Regions from separate parts of the Pan troglodytes genome. Here region 1 is linked to region 2. A link is a contact called in public Hi-C data. All regions are on one chromosome and are shown on one strand. The core of a region is the stretch at or near the end of the contact, and the rest is flanking DNA. Distances in the headings are between cores, read along the strand shown. Region 1 overlaps JARID2 (jumonji and AT-rich interaction domain containing 2). Region 2 holds the start of JARID2 (jumonji and AT-rich interaction domain containing 2).

Evidence for each region. A called contact is a pair of places that touch in the nucleus more often than the background predicts.
Region 1: a contact with region 2 is called in a Hi-C map of induced pluripotent stem cells, with 2.0 times the contacts expected there. The contact joins the enhancer-like site here to the promoter of JARID2 in region 2. A contact is called at or near these places in 2 of 7 Hi-C or Micro-C datasets (induced pluripotent stem cells and stem cell-derived neural progenitor cells), 1 of 1 datasets of contacts at active chromatin or transcription factors (stem cell-derived excitatory neurons) and 1 of 1 other capture datasets (stem cell-derived neural stem cells).

What each region holds. Positions count from the first base shown.
Region 1 is chr5:21,340,991-21,346,172 of NHGRI_mPanTro3-v2.0_pri, reverse strand. The region is part of intron 3 of JARID2 (jumonji and AT-rich interaction domain containing 2); the gene reads right to left. Among named protein-coding and RNA genes, the nearest start is that of JARID2, 140 kb to the right of the region's middle. Within about 2 kb of position 1,297, at least 2 of the 24 cell types and tissues checked have an H3K27ac peak or open chromatin away from gene starts, as enhancers often do. A contact at or near this core is called in induced pluripotent stem cells and stem cell-derived neural stem cells, where this site is marked.
Region 2 is chr5:21,204,010-21,208,925 of NHGRI_mPanTro3-v2.0_pri, reverse strand. JARID2 (jumonji and AT-rich interaction domain containing 2) reads right to left here and starts at 1,907. Exons shown (of 19, transcript XM_063812119.1): 1 at 1,780-1,907; 2 at 227-430. The coding sequence starts at 271.

The DNA of each region.
Region 1 (5,182 bases), core at 48-2,547, 140 kb before region 2:
AAGCTACTCAGGAGGCTAAGGCATGAGCCTGAGAGTCGAGGCTGCAATGAGCTGTGGTCGACCCAGTGCACTCGGGCCTGGCCCACAGAAGAAAATCCTATCTCTAAAAAATAAAAATAAAAAAATAGGTTGGGCACGGTGGCTCACGCCTATAATCCCAGCACTTTGGGAGGCTGAGGCGAGCAGATTATCTGGGGTCAGGAGTTCGAGACCAGCCTGACCAACACGGAGAAACTCCATCTCTACTAAAAATACAAAATTAGCCGGGCGTCTTGGCGCATGCCTGTAATCCCAGCTACTCAGGAGGCTGAGGCAGGAGAATTGCTTGAACCTGAGAGGCGGAGGGTGCAGTGAGCCAAGGTCGTGCCATTGCACTCCAGCCTGGACAACAAGAGTGAAACTCCATCTCAAAAAATAAAATAATAAAATCAAAATGCAGCAGTCAAGCAGGCAGGTGGTGTTCAGGAGATGTTCAATCACAGTAAATGCTGCTGAATGGGCAATTACACCCCAGAATAATGGAAATGTGGCTTGGGCAATCATTACTGACCTTGATAAGTGGCCCAACGTGAGGGGTTTAAAGGTGAATGGCAAAGGAAGGCTGGGGGATATTAATATGAATATAAATAGAAGGGCATGGAGACAAACCTTTTAGACATTTTCTTATGGGGGATTTTGCTATAAACTAAGAGAAAGATACAGCAGGCAGGAGATGCAAGAACAAGGGAGGCTTTACTTTATTATGGGAAAAATAAGAACATGTTTCTACAATGGTGGGAATGAACCAGTAAAGAGAGGTAAATGATGAAGGAGGGATAATTTCCAGTGTGATGTCATGGAGGGGGAGTTATTAATTTCATCCGCAAAGAAACTAGAGAGACCCTTATAGAAAGAGCTTCAGCTTAAAAAAAAAAAAATCCCAACCTGGGCATGATGATACATGCCAGTAGTCCCAGTGTCTCAGAAGGTGAGGTGGGAAGACTGCTTAAGCCCAGGGGTTTGAGGCCAGCCTGGGCAACATGCAAGACCCTGTTTCAAAGAAAAAAAAAAAAATTCTAGACTACAACAAATTTCCATCCATTTGCCTTCCCCACTTCTTTGAAACTGAACTCCTATAAAAACTGGCAAAAGCAAATAGGCTGTAGCAAATAGGCCCAACTAGAGCTCAGACTGCTCTCCCTCCCTTCTGTCTCCCTATACAGACCACCTCCTCCGCCCTATAGCCCTACACATACAGACTCCACTACCCAGGTGACACTACCTGAGTGCTGTGTCCCTCCTAAAGTTGTCCAGGATTGGATGGGAATGATGATGTAATCAGGGAAACAGAGCCCAGCTCACAGAACTGACAAAGGAGGCGGGCTGAGAGAAAGAGAGGGGCAGTGGGTGTCAAACACAAAGTGACCCGAAAGAGGAGCACATTAACCTCCTCAGGCACCTCCATTCTTAACGCTCCAGGAAATGCGTGCAAGCAGCCATGCCTACTAGGAAGCGTGGCGCCTCACTGTCACTTAAATTGGATTTCTGGTTCCAATCAGGCTTCAGCATGATCCATTCCTTCCAGTTAAGTTTCTCATCAAGGCTCAAAATTCCTCATCTGTAAAATGATGAGTTTGACCTATATACTTCTAAAAAGACTCTTCCTGCTCTAGCAGTCCTTAATTTTGCACACCACTCCTTTGGCGTCAGACCAGTACAAGTGACTTGGCCACGGAAACCGGCCATTGCAGCCATTTGTCCCACTAGATTATGACACCAACAGTCCAGTCAAATATTTGCTGACCCCTGCCACCCCAAGGTCTTGCTCAGAAATCTCTCGCATCTTTCAAGACCCCTTTGCAAGGCTCATGGATATACAACTTTTCCTGTATCTTAGGACTGGGTCTCTGACATCATCTGCCTCCCTGCTAGCCTCCTGCACTCACCCATACACTTGTTTGGGGTTTTTGGTGTGTTTTTGGTTTTGTTTTTTGAGAAAGTCTCACTCTGTTGCCCAGGCTGGAGTGCAGTGGTGCGATCTTGGCTCACCACAACCTCTGCCTCCTGGGTTCCAGCAATTCTCCTGCTTCAACCTCCTGAGTAGCTGGGAGTACAGGCGTGCGCCACCATGACTGGCTAATTTTTGTATTTTTAGTGGAGACGGGGTTTCACTATGTTGGCCAGGCTCATGATCCGCCCGCCTCGGCCTCCCAGAGTGCTGGGATTACAGGCGTGAGCCACAGCACCCGGCCCCATTTGGTTGTTAAAGCATTTATCCTACAGTATTTTATCCTGCTTCACAGATTTTAAGTTGCACCTATTTTTCTCATGTTAAAACATGCATCTCATAATTAAGCTGTCCCACATTCATAATTGGAAGCACTGTTTGGTTCTTGCTTACTGATACGTAACATAATGGTGCATCACTCAATGACATCTTAGAAGGGATGAAATAAGGTATTAGGACTTGACCAAAATAAGCAACTTGATCTCAGTTTTTATACCCACAATGCCTCCCACATAACAAAAACTCCAACACTTACAAAATGAAAATCTGAGAAATGCCCCACCTACATCACTACATCAAAAAAGCAGCTGAAAGACAAAGAGCCCAAGCCTTCTCGCCTTTCCACAACAAATGTAGCTTGCTTTGTAAACAAAAAATAAGTTGTTTTCAACAACATTGAAGCCCTTCATTTCACCCAGCTTTCTTTCACGCAGAGTGTGTCCTCACATCAGGGGACACAGGAGAGGAAAAGAAAAAAGTCTGGAGGCCAGGACACAGGAGTGTTAGAGAAAACTCAAGCTGCAACTGGTCTCCTTACAGCTCGCAGAGGAGGAGACTAGCACACAGACATCAACACTTCGGTAAAGCTGAAGCATAAACCACTGTTTTTTTTTTTGAGACAGGAGTCTCCCTCTGTCGCTCCAGCTGGAGTGCAGTGGCACGATCTGGCTCACTGCAAGCTCTGCATCCCAGGTTCACGCCATTCTCCTGCCTCAGCCTACAGGCACCCGCCGCCACGCCCGGCTAATATTTTTTTTTTGTATTTTTAGTAGAGACAGGGTTTCACCATGTTAGCCAGGATGGTCTCAATCTCCTGACCTCGTGATCCACCCGCCTCGGCCCCCCAAAGTGCTGGGATTACAGGCGTGAGCCACCGCGCCCGGCCCATAAGCCACTGCCTTCAGAAGAATATAATAATAATAAATGATAATGATAAAGTAGGCACCATCTCTAGTACAGCTAGACCTGAAAGTTTCCAGCAAAAACAGAAGGGACAGGTGTTCCCCTTCGTAGAGGGAAGGTCACTTTATACCCCAGACACTCATTTCAAATATGGCCCATAAATAAACTTACATAAATCAGACCATGTGACCTGACATTTTTTTATTTTGACTCACAAATACGTTTTTATGACTTGTGTGAATATATTTTGTGAACAATGAATTCACAGTTGGGCCCACATTTCATTCCACACACATCAAGAATCTTTGGAAATGACTGAAAGATTCTGAAAGGAGTTCAAAATTATATTTCTTAAAGGGGGCTTGGGGGGTGTTGGCTACAGAATGTCCTACATCTGCGCTTCCAATACTGGTCCTTGGCTACAAATTGGCAGCTGTTGCCAAAACATCCATGCACCATCCGTCCAGTGAGTTCCAGCCAGCCAGAACGACAACAGCAATAAAAACACAAAACTCTAAGTGAGGAAATGGAAACTAATGGATGCATCTGTGTGTCTGACTGAAGAGAGGAGGAAACCAATTCACAGTCTACATTTTTGATACCTTCTATCAATTCAATTACAAATCATAAATAAAGCCCAGAAACACAGTCAATAAATACTTACCATGCCTTCCAAGGTTCTTTTTCCCAATAAAAAATTCACTTACTGACGGCCAGGCACGGTGGCTCACGCCTGTAATCTCAGCACTTTGGGAGGCCAACGTGGGCAGAACACCTGAGGTCAGGAGTTTGAGACCAGCCTGGCCAACATGGTGAAACCCTCTCTCTACTAAAATACAAAAGTTAGCCAGGCATGGTGGCACATGCCTGTAATCCCAGCTACTCGGGAGACTGAGGTGGGAGAATCACTTGAACCCAGGAGGCTGAGGTTGCAGTGGGCAGAGATTGCGCCATTACACTCCAGCCTGGGCAACAGAGCAAGCAAGACTCCATCCCCGCACCCCCGGCCCCCGACCAAAAAAAAAAAAAAAAAAAAAAAAATCCACTTACCTCCTTCCAAATAAATACCTAATTAAAAAAAGTAAAGTCTTCCTACAAATTCTTATTTTTGGAATGCTATCTTTATGAAAGGCTCCAAAATTACCTCTCCTTATCTAAGTGGTGGCTACAAGCTTGGGAGCTCTAATCCAGAAAGCATGGGAGGTCTGATCCAAAAGGCCTGGTCTTATATCCTCATGCTTCCACTTAATAGCTGGGTAGGCAAATTGCTAATCCACTCTTAGTATATAGTTTCCTCACCTATAAAATTGCTTGTTCTGAAGATTAAATGAGTAAAATACAGCTAAAGTACTAGAACAATAACTGGCAAATAGTGAGAACTCAAGGTAGGCTAGCCATCACAAATACTGCCCGGGGTAAGTTTAAGGAAATGAATCCAGGGTCCCTTAAATCTCATCAAGAGTGTTTTGCTGGCCAAAGGACTTGATCTGAGATGACATTTATAGGAAGCAAATGAAATTCAAATACAGTTAATAGCTCCCCTCTCTGACTGTGTAATTATGTGTACTCATTATTTGTGTAGCATGTTATTATTTAAATGTCCCTAATTTTAGCCCCAGCAGGCCAAGGGCCCTCAAAGAGTGGCCAAGGTCTCAGCCTCTGCCAGTCCTTTCCAAAGCTTTTGTCAACTTATTACATCCATGAAAAGTGGCATTATCTACAACAAAAAGTAGACAGAAGGCTCACAATCAGCAAATCTTACCACTTCACGCTTAAGCCCAGCAATAACCAATAAGCTGTAATGATGGCATCAGTTGCTACACAGACAACTCATGAGGCTGTTCAAAACTCACATATCCTACCAATAGTAGGGCCAAAAAAAAAAAAAAATTCATTCCTTGTCACTGTAAAACCACAAAAACAAGACTGATAGCAAACATGGATTTTATGACATGAAAAACGACGTGTCTCCACTGTCTTATGTCTGCTTAGGTTATTACTACTCCCAGACCT
Region 2 (4,916 bases), core at 658-3,157:
TTCGAGGTCAATTTATTCACTTGAGGTATCTCTACACCAGTCTGTTTTTTCAACCAAACTAGGCAGACACCACTTTGCTTGAAAAGCCCTCTTTCAGAAAAGAAAGAAACAGCCTTATCGGACGCTGTGTTTAAAACCCTTCAGCTGCAGAATTATCTATAAACTTGACATTCACAGCCATTGCTTAAAACTGCAAGTCAAAGGATGTGTTGTTAGGAGCACTTACGTATTTCTTCTGAATGATATTCCTCTTGGGTCTTTCCTTGCTCATTCTGAGATCCAAATGCTGATTGCAAAAGGGGACAATTGCTTCATGAATTTAAAGCCGTCAGAAATTTGCAAAAAAATATCCTGGTGGTTTTTATTGTTGTTGGTGGTGGTTGATCTTGTAATCCGACTTTTCTTCCTCTTCCCCCAAAGCCAGATTCGCCTTGAAATAAATCCGAAATTGGGAAGGAAAAAAAAAGAGCCAAAGACGAACGAAGCAAACAAAAAAAAATTCACTTTAGTAAAACACTCATAATGGAAAATTTCCCCCGAAACACATACACACACACACAAAAAAAAAACCGACGCCCTTCACTCCCCCCCCTTTTTCCTCCAAAAACTACATCAGCGAAACGTGAAGGTCCTTAGTGTCTGATCCGTAGTTACATCTTGGAAAAGAAAAGGGAAAGATAAATAAAAAATGTTGGAAGTCACGTTTGTGCTGCAGCAGCAGTGCGAGCAGAAGAGTCAACTCCAGCGGCGGCGGCGGCGGCGGCGGCAGCACCACAGCGAGGGCTCGCCGAGTCTCTTTTTTCCAAGCCCCCTAACCAATGAGAGAGAGGCTATCCAGCCCAACTTTAAATGGACTCTGCTTTTATACAAGTTAGGGCTCCTCGGATAATTCCCCGCCGGGCGCCAGCCGAAAACTCTCACCGCTCAGCCGCCAGGCGCCCGCTTAGCCTGGTGCCGACCGCCCCTGGCCCAGTCCAGGGCACCCCCGCAGCCTGGCCAACCAGACACCGGAGCGACCTCGACGAACCCCTCCCAGGCAAGCCCTCGGGCGTCGCTCCCACGCCGAGCCCAGGCGTGGAATTGAGAGAGGCTCCCTAGCTCAATGCATGGCACGCTCCGTCGCTCCACCTCACCCCCTTTCCCCTGCCTGCCGCTCACCCCACGGCCGCCCCACGCCAGCCCCCGCCACTGCCTTCGCGTCTACCTGCAGCCGGGCTGCTGGGTGGGAGTGCCCCAGGACGCCCGGCCCCGGGGAGAGCCGCCTATTCCCGGGGCACCTTAGAATGGTCCCCTTGATCTTCTGGAAGTTGTAGTCCCCCGACTACAAAATGGCTATGGCCACGGAAGCTGGGAACTACAATTCCCAGCCTGCCCCGCAAAGCCTGTCACTCAACTCCCCTCCCTCCTCCTCGCCCCCTCCCCCTCACTGGCCGTGCCAACAAACGCTTGGACGTGTCCCGCGTGCGACACTGCTAGAGGCTGGCTCGGGATTGGCCCGCGGAGCGTGTGGTCCGCGAGCGAGGAACTCCCCACGCCGGCCCTCCTCCGCCCCCCGGGCCCCGGCCCCCCTCCCCTGGCGGCCGCCAGCCCCCTCCCCGCGCGCCCCGCCCCCACCCGCGGCGCGAACCGCCTGTGGAATCGAGGAATCGCGCGCGTGCGGCCCGGAGCCGCGGGGGAGGGACGCGAGGCTTCCCCGGGGAAGGCCTCGGAGCGTGGCGATGAGGGGGGCGGTGTCAGGGAGGGGTTGGAGCCCGTCCTAAGGAAAACTGGGCCACGCACCAAGAGGAATCCTCGGTGCGAACTAGTTGATCGGCGGCGCCTGCTGCTTGTGCCGTGCAGCCGGTGTCACCTCAGGACAGCGCCTCGCGTCTGTGTACAGAGCGTGCTGCGGGCGCCTAGGGTAGTCCGAGGTCACTCCTCTCCGCGCCCCGCAGTCGCGCACGCCCCCACGCGCGGGGTGGGCGGCGGCCGGGGGTCGCCGAGTGGAAAGGCCACGCCCCCCCACGCCCGGGCTCGGCACGCTGCCCCTGGGTCGCGAACGCGCCTCCGCTCGACCCGCTTGGAGGACGTCGCTGGTGGCCCAGGAGTGAAGCCCCGGCGGCTGCCTCCTGAGAAAAGATAGCCGTGTTTAAAGAGACTGAACGGGATCTTTGCTTTGCCGGGCGTATTTTGTGATAAAATACCACAAAATGTTGAGACAAAAATGAGTGGAATATGGAGACCGAGCCGCACAGACACGCAATTGTAAGGAAACATCTCGAACACCGAGTGCCAGGAATATCAACTGTCCGGGCCACGCAAGAGCCTGCTTTTTACCTGCCTCCAGCCCCCTGTCGTGCTGGTTTAATCGCTGAAACAAATGAAGTAGCAGGCCCTGGCATAGCGCTTTGGGCCTTCGCCTTATTAACAACTTTGTCAAGTCTTGCATCGCGATTCTGCCTTGTTAATTTCCTTGTTTTTCGCTGTGGTTTTGGAGAAGCAATGTTTTCCGTGATCTCTCAGGCTAGCCTCGGAATAAAACGTGGCAGAAGCGCTCCCGCGAACACATACGCATATATTTTATTCTACCTATTCCCTAGAGTCTGCTAACTTCAAAAGTCTAGATACTCACACAGCTGTTTACTTGCAGCAGTATTTGAAGAGATAACCTTGGTGTCTAGAAAGGTCTCAGAAACTGGAGGTAAGAGACCTGGATTCAAATCGCGCCTTGGCCACTTCCCAAAAGGCAACCGAGAGCCTCTCTGAGCTTGTCAGTTTCCGCATCTGCAAATTAGTGGTGATCAAACCTGTGGGGATGATTATGTGATAAATAACAGTAACCTAGTTTAAAACTAGGCACGTTATTGGAAGCTTTCAGTAAACGAAATAAAAAGCCTTTTCGAGAGGGTATTTTTCTTATTATTTTTACCTTTTCAAAAAATCTGAAATGAAATAATTTTATCTAATGTTCACTTCACAATTGGAAAAATAAATGATCTTTTGTGCCCTGAATACTGCAAAACTTGTACGCTGGTGCCATTTCCTGGGAAGGATCCAATGGGGCAGACTACAGTAGGGCCACCCAAGGTGTTTTCTAAAAACTTTCTGATCATTAGGACTGGCATACTGGGAATCTCCACGTCTCCACGTTGTTAAGATTTTAACCAGCTTTCTGTAAGTTTAACGCAGATACTTCATTCCCTAGGCAAATATTAATGAACAAAGGTGAGTTTCTTTTCTGTTCCCCTAACTAGCGCTGGGGCCTGGACTTCTCAGTCCTGGGCTTGCGAACTCCCCTGCCAGGCTATCAGCTCCAGGTCACCTGGTGTGAAAAACTATTGTGTAAAGTTGAGGCCTCAGGGCAGAGGGGAAAGGAAGGAATTTGCTCATTTCCAAAAGATTTGAATAATATTAGTGTTGTTTTCCCTGAAAGAGAAAAAAGGTTGGCCTTCTTAGTGGTTGAAAGATTTTCCTGTTGTGAAAGTAACCTACTCCTAATGAACTTCCTTCCCCTACCGTCTTGGCAAGACCATCCAAGGCTTTTCTTGCTCTTTCCTCCTCTTTTTCATTTTCTGTAAGTCAAATGCAGCTTTTCTTATGATGATTTTCACATCTCAAAGCCTTGACCTCTTCAATTGGAGGGGCAGGGATGAGAACATGTCTAGGTACATTGATTGTATTAGACTCTATGCCAGCACTGTCCTCATCCCTGAGGACACGGGAAGCTCACAGCTCAGTTAAAAAAAAAAAAAAAAAAGGCAGAGTTTACAATGGATTGTGATACCTCCAACAAGTACTATATCAGCAGTGTAGAAAAGAAGCTAAAAAGAACACATTGCTGAGATGACTAGGTGTTAAGGAGTTTTGAAGTAGGTGTAGGGGTTCACATACATACTTAAAGAAAGTGCATATTTCAGCCCTTTGCATTGCATCCTATTTGTTTACATTCTCCACTTTTAATGTTTCTAGTTCTTCTCTCCAAGTAAAAAGGAAATTCCCTAAAGAGATGATGTTGTCTGCTTCTCATACCCTCCAAAGCTCCAAAAACTTCATCAAATTTGAAAGATGTCCAGTAAATGCTTACTGTTGAATATTTCACCAAAACTATAATGCCCAACTATTTAGACTATTGCCCAACATTTAGTCTCCTACCATCATCTTCCATTCCATTCTGGAACTCTGCTAGTTTTCCTCTTGCATTATCTAAATCCAATGCAGTGTTATACGTTCTTCAAGGCCCCAAATTCAGGCCCATTTCCAATCCAGCCTCGCTGCTTGGCCTACTCATTCCTGGATTCTCATTGCCCTTCCTATTTTGGCAATAATTTTTGAGCTTTAAAATTTTATTCTGAGGCCGAATGTGGTGACTCACATCTGTAATCCCAGCACTTTGGAAGGCCGAGGCAAAAGGATCACTTGAGCTCTGGAGTTTGAGACCAGCCTGGGTAACATGGTGAAACCCTATCTCTACCAAAAAAACAAAAACAAAAATTAGCTGGACGTGGTGGCCCAGGCATGGTAGTGTGCACCTGTAGTCCCAGTTACTTGGGAGGCTTAGGTGGGAGGATGGCTTGAGCTGGAGGCTGAGGTTGCAGTGAGCTGACATTGCACCATTACACTCCAACCTGGGTGACAGAGAAAGACCCTGTCAAAAACAAACAAAAAAAACATTGTTCTCTGTTGTATTTTTTTTCTGATTATGTCATGTAAGTATCTTGTATCTCTTAATTAAATTGAAAATTTGATGGGGCCATGATTTGTCTCATATTGAGGCAGCCATTGGCAATGAGGGAATCAGATGTTTCTAATATTAAGTCTCTGAGTGACCATATGCCATTCACCTGCCTCATATAGGCCTTGGGTCTGTCATTTATAAAATGAGCAGGTTAGGCTGGGTGTGGTGGTTCACACCTCTAATCCTAGCACTTTGGAAAGCC